Linked DNA regions of Gossypium hirsutum: regions 1 and 3 are each linked to region 2. Evidence: chromatin contacts called from public Hi-C data. All regions are on one chromosome and are shown on one strand. The core of a region is the stretch at or near the end of the contact, and the rest is flanking DNA. Distances in the headings are between cores, read along the strand shown. Region 1 holds the start of LOC107900687 (upstream activation factor subunit UAF30). Region 2 holds the start of LOC107900694. Region 3 holds the start of LOC107900705 (E3 ubiquitin-protein ligase MBR1).

Region 1 (2,700 bases), core at 92-2,591, 270 kb after region 2:
AAAAGATTAATGACAACAGCATTTTTTCAGATTCATCACAAAGCAACTTAAGGTCTTCAAGTTCCAAAAAAAGGCTAAAGCTAAGGCAAAGGCAAAGATTATTTGGATTTCAGAAAATGTGGGGAGAGATATTTGCTGATCTCTAACATTCCGACAGACTCCTTCCCGGCGAATATCGTCTTCAACTTCTCATCACAAATAATCTCCTTCTTGTTTGCAGGGTTCTGAACAACATCACAGCAAGCAAATTACAGGGTCAAGCAAAGAAAAGACAGACAATATTGATAGGATTATACATGCTTCCTTGCATAACAACAGTCTTAAAATATAAATACTAATGGGACTAAAATAAAGCATAGATTAACACTTAGCTTAGGTGGGATTAAAGAAGAAAACTTCAAAGAGTTGAACAATAAACATAAAAAAAAATGTGAATTCTGATAGACTTAAACATCAAAGGAGCTTTTGGATTTATATTTTTACTGAATAGTTGTAGAACAAAATGCAAAATGCTGCTCCTTTTATAACTTTGTTTTCCCTCTTCACAAATAAATGGTATACAGCATATTTTCTGTTTGACTAACAGGCGTGACTTGCAGAAATCTTTATTCTTGTTTATAAATACAGAAAAATGAGCCATCCTTTACTTTTGGGGGGATTAGGACAAAGTGAATGAGAAGATGGATTGAAACTACCATGAAAACAAACATGATTAACATATTCTCTCTAATTATTCCACCAATAACAAGAGAGCAGGCTAAAGTAACAGTAATATTGGAAGACAAAAAAGGAAAGGGTTTTGGACCTGGAGATTGTGGAGCTTGATGTAGTCCCAAATCCTTTTAATGGCGTCGGTGCGAGAAGCTTCGGAGGCTCCAAGGAACTTGCCCAGCTGTGGAGAGACAGGTATCACCCGCATAAGCCCCCTTCCATTTCCACTGGAAGAAGAAGAAGACGAATAAGCGAAGGAAGCAGAGAAAGCCTTCGCCGCTTCTAACAATCCGCCGCACCTTCCAAACAGTCTTGATGTAGCCATCATCGCTGTCTCTTCCTCAGTTTTCAGCTCCTAAAACCCTAAGCTCTTTTCTTTTTGGCCAGTGAACCCTAAGTCTGTGAGACAGGAAACTTGTGATCCTTTTAAGGAAACAGAGAAAAAAGTAAAGTGGTTGTTGTTACCCTAATTGGGCTTATAATCGAATAGAAAAGAATAATTGGGCTGAAGCATTAGGGAAAGCCTTTCAATGTTTGCACCCTACACTCTTAAGCAAATTTTAGATTTTGACTTTCACACCCAAATCCTAATGTCTTTTTGTTTGTGTGAGAGATTCAGCCGTTTGCGATAAGTATACTAAAAAAGTCCCATTGTATTTTTGTTTTTAAATTTTAAAAATAAGTAAATTAATTAATAAAAAAATTAAATTAATATATTTTTACCGTTAAAAACTAACATAATAATCAAACAGTTACACATGCCATGTAACATTTAACCGTAGAAATGGATGAAATTTTTAACAAGATAACTAGTTTACAATGACTAATTTGCTTATTTTTTAAGTGGGAGAGACAAAATGCAATTATATTCCTAATATAAAAATCTTTGTAATACTTTTATCGTTATTTATTACACTTGACACATCTAGAGTCTTAAGATTGAAAAAATAAGATTTATTTTTCATTCATAACTTAACCTGATCGAATCTCTATAACTATTCCATTCAGCACTTTGAATAATGCAAATAGCTAGGGCAAAAATACTGCTGCTCACCATATTACATTAGATACATTTGGTGTATAAAAGCTTAGTTGAGAGGAGACTATATACAAGCAAGAGTTCAAAGTTAGAGCATACTTCTAATCTCATAAAAGATTGGATTTGATACTTATAAATTACTCACAAAATGATATCACTGAACCAACTTAGCAAAATGCAAGGAAGAAACTGTAACAAAAATTTTGTTTGCATTTATGTTATACCGATCACAATACCGATCGCACGATACCAATTAAGTTAAAACTCATTCAATTGTTACTAGGATGAGAAAGAAACTAAAGATCCCCTCCCTTCATCTCTTAGAGTGATTGATATTACATACTGAACTAAAATTCGAAGAATGTTGCTATGTTACTGGGATGAGAAAGCAACTATAGATCCCTTCCCTTCAAGAGAAATTACTAACAATACGATCTCCTTCCTACATTGAGGGATTGCAACGCAGATCACAAAACGTAGATGAATATACCTATATAACGTTCTTGCTCCTCACAATAATATCACCAAAAGGCTACGGGGAACAAATGCCTCCAGGCTTTGTATAAATCTGTTTTACAAAGAGAAACTCGATGGTTCATCAATCTCTAAACACCCGAAGATATGGTCAGCGTCCATTTAACTTCATCAGTTTCAAGGCTGACTCGAAATCTAAGCCATAAAACCAGCTACAATTGAAGTTTAGCAGACAAAAATGCCTTTGATAGCAACAACTGAAATTATGAACGTGTACATATGATTTTGACAAGGATACTCCATTTCTTATGCTTCTAAGCTATCAAAATAGTATACTTACCCTACTCTTCATCATCGTCATATTCTGGTATATGCTAAAAAAGAATCAAACGACCAGATTCTCATTGTAGTGCAAATTATGGAAACTTTATGGTTTCAGTAATGACGACGATGATGTTTACTTCTGCGCTCTGAAT
Region 2 (2,700 bases), core at 29-2,528:
AGCAGCCACATGGTGAAGTCTAGTATGGAAGTTGCTTCAGAGAAGACATCTGTTCAACAACCTCCGGACTTGCTTGATTTTGGAGAACCAACTGTCAGAAGTACTGCTCCTTCACTAGATCCATTTAAAGATCTGGAGGGTCTTCTTGAGCCAACAACTCAAGTTTCTTCAGCAGTGAATCATAGTTCAACTGCTGCTGTTACGAAGTCCCCTGATATAATGGGATTGTACACAGAGACAACTGCTGGCGCACACCATAAAGACAGTGATATTTTATCTGGCTTGTCAAAGCCGCCAATGACAAATATGGTTGGTGGCACTACAACCATGCAAGTAGCTCAAAGTAGTAAGGGCCCCAACCTTAAAGATTCATTGGAAAAGGATGCACTGGTTAGGCAGATAGGTGTTACTCCATCGAGTCAGAATCCAAACTTGTTTAAAGATATACTCGGGTGAAATATATTGGGAAGGAAGGATTGACATGACTTACAGCAATGGGGTTTCATTATGGTTTTACTTCCATACAGCTAACAACTGGGCAGTTGATAGGTGAACCATACGAGCATTGAGGTATCATTAGCACAGATATGCAGAGATTGTGGTATTAATTTGATTCAGCCACCTCGAATGGGGTTTAAGAGTCAGGTACGGGTCTGTAGTTGTTGGACAGTACAGAGTTTCGTTTCTTTTTTTTGGAATATTATTTCCTTTTTTCCATTTTTGGGTCGTAGGCAAACAGCGCAAGACAGCGGTGTTCTTTGTAGTGAATTTGAGATTTCGTGGCTGTTCCAACTGCAAGGCTTTTTTTATATGGCTGGCTCAATCCGAAAAACGAAAACGGGTTTTTGTATTGTATGATGTTGAGTCTTTGTTGTGATGACAAATAATAATGCTTCAAAGTGGTATAATAAGGGCGAGTTTGGTTGAACGGTGTGTTTATTATAATTAGTGTAAAAATATCAGTGGCGGTGAGATTAAATATTATAACGGAAAACAAAAAAATAAGTTAAATGTATTATATCACATCGTTCACTCAAACCTGTTGGTGTGTTTGTTAAATATATATAATATATACATGTGCATATTTGCTTTGTATTAATATTATAGGTAATTTTGCCAAATTTCATCAAATTATATCATTTAAATTTTAGTATTAATTTTTTCGTTGATAAAAACTCTGGTATAATTTTTATGAGAAAATTTGGCTCAAATATATTAATGATAAACTTTCAGTGATATCATCTAATAAAATTAAAGAACTATATATTTTTTTATAAAAGTTAATGTTAAATTAGGTTACTCTGTAAATATCCGTACATGAACGGCTCCTAAATGTATCTCTACTGCTTGCTCGAGGCGATATTGGAGAAATTCTAAATTTTAACGTTGAATTGATTGGGAAATAGGAAGCATACTCTGCACACTTCAATTTTGGGTGTTCTTTGGTTGTTTGTATTGTATTTTATCCAAAAAGAAATGGGTAGCAGAAATGGCGGTGGAGCTCCTACGATGATAAGAAGAAGACAATCCGATTTTAAAATGTCCTTCAACCTCGCTCTTCGCTCCCTTCTCACTACCTGTTCTAAAGAGGCTAGGTCACCTTTTTTTCCTTTTTATTCTTGAGATTTTTTTTTTCTCTTGTAAGTTTTTCTCAAAGCTGGATCACAATGTGCATACTTTTAAATGGTTTTCTCTATTGTAATTATGAAGGATTTTAGTAAAGAATTTCCAAAATTTACAAGTACAGAGCAAGAACGTCTCTACCAGCGTTTATTCAGGTTCATTCTTTTTTCCCCCTTCAGTTGCCATATCAATAGTTCACTTTTGCATGCAAATCTTTTTCCAGGAATATCTTCTTATTATTTATGTTCTCTCGATCCTTAATAGAAGTATTCCTACTTCTCAAAAATAATTAATCTAAAAGAGGAAAAAGTAATATATATTTCAACACTATCTGGAACGAGTTTTTTTTTCTTGATTTTAACAGCGAGCTCCTTTTTGTCCAAGCCTTTAACCAATGGCGCTACGGATCATATTCAGGTCATTACCACTTTGCATGGGAGTATAGAGGTATACCGTATATATTACCCTTTGCTTTCATAACTCTTAAATTACGTTTGTTAGTGTTCTAATTATCTGTCCCCTTTATCTCTTTAAATTAGTTACAACAATCGCACCTAACAAGTGTTTGTAGTTAAGTGGTTTGCTATATTATATGAAAACTTTTCTCGACTCTGTTGCTTCCTTTGAATTGATTATTAGGGGGAACAGAAATTAGGTCAGTTTTCTCTACTAATTTATGGAATTACATAGCTGAATAGTATGAATCCTGATGGAAACAGCACAATCTCTAAATAAAAGTTATTGCAGCTTTCAGCGATAATTAAAGTAGCATCCATATCACTACTTACGCTGAGTAACAATGCAGCCAAGATGATTGCGTTATGTTTATCTGTTGTTCCACTTAGTTCTTCTAAACATTTTAGTATAAACCCTTTTATTACTTCTCTGGTTATTTCATTGATATCTGTTTATTAAACAACTGATCTATTTTGTTTTATCATTTGGATGTGTACACAAATCAAGGTAAAATATGGGGGAGGGATACGACCATTAGGATTCTGGAGGTCATATCATTCCTTGAGCTGTAATTATCTAGCACGAAGATTTTGGCTTAATAATGTGTCCTGGTAGACCCAG
Region 3 (2,700 bases), core at 25-2,524, 340 kb before region 2:
AACAAGATTATAAACCTGAGATCGTATTCTTCTCCGCCTTTCAAGGAAATTGGATCTATGGTGGAGCAAATCATGATACCGGGCTTCTCTGGATCGAGAAGTTTCAATTTCATCGTGGGAAATAACGGAGGAAGCATGAGCGGAAGCAGTGGTGGATGGAGAGGTAGCTAATTGCTGCTGAGTAATTTGTATGTCTTGCTGCAAAGGGCAGAATGTGGGAGCTCTACCAAGAACACGATCACGAAGCCTTCCAACACTTAAGGCTCTGCTAAAACGAGCGTTGCTTTCGAGAGTCTCTCCACTTCCATCTGAATCATTGAAGATAATCGGAGAACAAGAATTGCGGGGAGGTTGTTGAGGTTCAAGTGTCTCAGAATCGTCATCAGGGTTCAACATCTCCGCGGAGGACCCCATGCTATTAGCTCTGCTGAACCGGAAGCTCAAATTACCAGGAAGGAAGCTAATGCCGGAGAGGCAGCGAGAAGGAGAGCGATGAGCAGCTGTTACAGCTGCACCAGAGGTGCTACCACCGGAAGATATGCATGGGGTTGGCAATGGCAATTGCATTTCCTCATTAGATGCCGCTTCGCCTTCAACCTTTCTGTTACTTTCTCTTTTCACCAGATCCGATTCCGACGCAGGTTGTTTCCGGTGATCAAAGTTGGGTTTAGGAGAAGCAGATCTAGATAACGCTCCCAAACAAGAGGACCGGAAAACTCTATTCTTAACCTTGGATCTTCCCCTCAGCCCACCGCTGCTAGACGAGGAAGCAGCAGGTGCAGTGTCTCTTCCTCCTCCTCCTACTCTACAACAACCCTTGCTCCCACCGGATCCCATCTGAGTGGTTTCACTTAAGTTTCACCCTAAACCCAACAAGAAAAAAAGGGAAAACCAGCGTCGATGACGTAATTGGCATTTGGAAGTTGTGCTTGGAAGGCACTCCAACCTTATTATTTAGGGGGCGGAGTGATTAAAAGTGATGTATTACTAACTCATGTCTTCAGATCTCAACGATGGTTACGTCTTGAAAACAGTGTTTCTTAGAGGTGAAAATGCCTTTTTTGATTAATGCCGCCTCCTCTGCCTCTTCTTGGGGCTTATTTTCTTTTTTATTATTATTAATTTTAAATCCCATCTCTGCTCTGCTTTGCTCAGGCGCATGTGGAATGCGGATCCACAAGCAACAGCCTCAGACCACGGCTGACTTTAGTGTACCAACACTACAACTGCTCCACACCCATTATAGGTCCGGTTCACTTACTCTTTCTATGACCAAAACCGGTGAAATTTCAATTATTGCCATATTAAAAATATAAAACGGGCCCAATCAATCCAATAATGAATTAATTGGGCCTATACAGACCCAATAAGTTGATATTAACAGTCGACACATTTGGAATCCATATGTAAGTTTCCGGTACTAGCAAGTATATGATTCTTTTATGGCTTTTATTAATTAATTAAGCTTAACAATGATATACAAAAGCAGTGTTGAAAATCAAATTTCCATCATCTTTTTGATTTTTTTTTATTATCAAGGAGACACTCCTATACTACTACATGCCTCTTTCCCAATACACCAAACTCGACGGCTCCTACTTGTACTTGGTGTTGCATTTATACTTGCATCACTGTACAACTCCCCATCCGTATCGGATTCGCAGTACTTCCCTCTACTTTGCTCATAACATCACTGAGTGAGTGAGAGTGCCTTGGATTTCCCACATTTATTCCAGGAAAGCACCATGTTGCCACCCCTGAATTTGGGTTACACAAACAATCTTCTTGTAGAATTTCTCCCATCCTGCACATTATGCTGAAAGCCAAGTTCTTTAGGACTCGTGAATATGCTTCCAGAATGGAATGTCCAACATCCTGTGCACCAATTCAAAGTGTAATTCATCGCAATTATTAATATACTACAACATAATATTGATTCAATAGTGAAAGATACAATGCAGAATAAAATAAGCTTCACTTTAAACACCAACTACTTACCTTGCCATATTGAATTTTTGAAGCATCAAGAAATGTTTGAGGAAGGTTTGGGTATGCACTCTTTATCTGATGTAAAAGTGCTTCAGCACAGTCCACTAGTAGCTCCATCTTATCCATTTCAGATATAGGATCCTTAATAAAGGACCATGATTTTCGCACTGGCGATTTACCACTAGCTTGTTCTGTAAGTCGCCCTTTCCATGCAAATACAGCAGCTTCCAACCTATTAATGACCTCGAGAGCATTGTTTTCAGACTTTAAATTTAGCGAAATGAACATTTCATCAACCGAGGTGGACTCCAGAGTCAAAACCTTGTACAGGTCGTCACCAAGGCTTGCCTTCCCAGACTGTAAACATAAGGAAAGAGATTCAGTTGCCATAAATGCAATACAAACATCTTGTAAAACTTTAACCTGGAATTTACTCTCATCATTCAAATTTATCAGATACCATAAGATTTTAAAGTAGATTAACGTCAGCTGGTTCCAACTAAAATATCCAGATTCCATTTCTATATTTCCTTTTTAAACATGTCGAGTAACATTTTAGTACTAAAATACATATCATCATAAAAACTATTAAAGGGTCCAATATTTAAAGTCGACTGCCCTGGAGGCAGTGAGCTTGCTCACCTTGGGAAGAGCATCCCTAATAATGGATGGAAGAGGTATTTCAAGCAAAACATTTTCATTAATCGATGC

Evidence for each region. Hi-C and Micro-C count contacts between places; a contact is called where the count stands out from the background.
Region 1: a contact with region 2 is called in a Hi-C map of leaf, with 4 times the contacts expected there. The contact joins the promoter of LOC107900687 here to the promoter of LOC107900694 in region 2. A contact is called at or near these places in 8 of 34 Hi-C or Micro-C datasets (callus, hypocotyl, leaf and 2 more).
Region 3: a Hi-C map of leaf shows a contact between it and region 2, with 2.6 times the contacts expected there. The contact joins the promoter of LOC107900705 here to the promoter of LOC107900694 in region 2. A contact is called at or near these places in 2 of 34 Hi-C or Micro-C datasets (both in leaf).

The regions. Positions count from the first base shown.
Region 1 is chrD08:54,992,362-54,995,061 of Gossypium_hirsutum_v2.1, forward strand. LOC107900687 (upstream activation factor subunit UAF30) reads right to left here and starts at 1,342. Exons shown (of 2, transcript XM_016826370.2): 1 at 806-1,342; 2 at 1-224. The coding sequence starts at 1,039. The coding sequence ends at 99. LOC107900685 reads right to left here. Exons shown (of 7, transcript XM_016826368.2): 7 at 2,218-2,700.
Region 2 is chrD08:54,724,433-54,727,132 of Gossypium_hirsutum_v2.1, forward strand. It overlaps LOC107900694, which reads left to right and starts at 1,279. Exons shown (of 6, transcript XR_005916871.1): 1 at 1,279-1,595; 2 at 1,711-1,778; 3 at 1,988-2,070. It overlaps LOC107900692 (AP-4 complex subunit epsilon), which reads left to right. Exons shown (of 11, transcript XM_041098415.1): 11 at 1-928. The coding sequence ends at 456.
Region 3 is chrD08:54,388,948-54,391,647 of Gossypium_hirsutum_v2.1, forward strand. LOC107900705 (E3 ubiquitin-protein ligase MBR1) reads right to left here and starts at 1,275. Exons shown (of 5, transcript XM_016826399.2): 1 at 16-1,275. The coding sequence starts at 837. LOC107900703 (rop guanine nucleotide exchange factor 14) reads right to left here. Exons shown (of 10, transcript XM_041098412.1): 7 at 2,632-2,700; 8 at 1,999-2,346; 9 at 1,663-1,875; 10 at 1,433-1,660. The coding sequence ends at 1,535.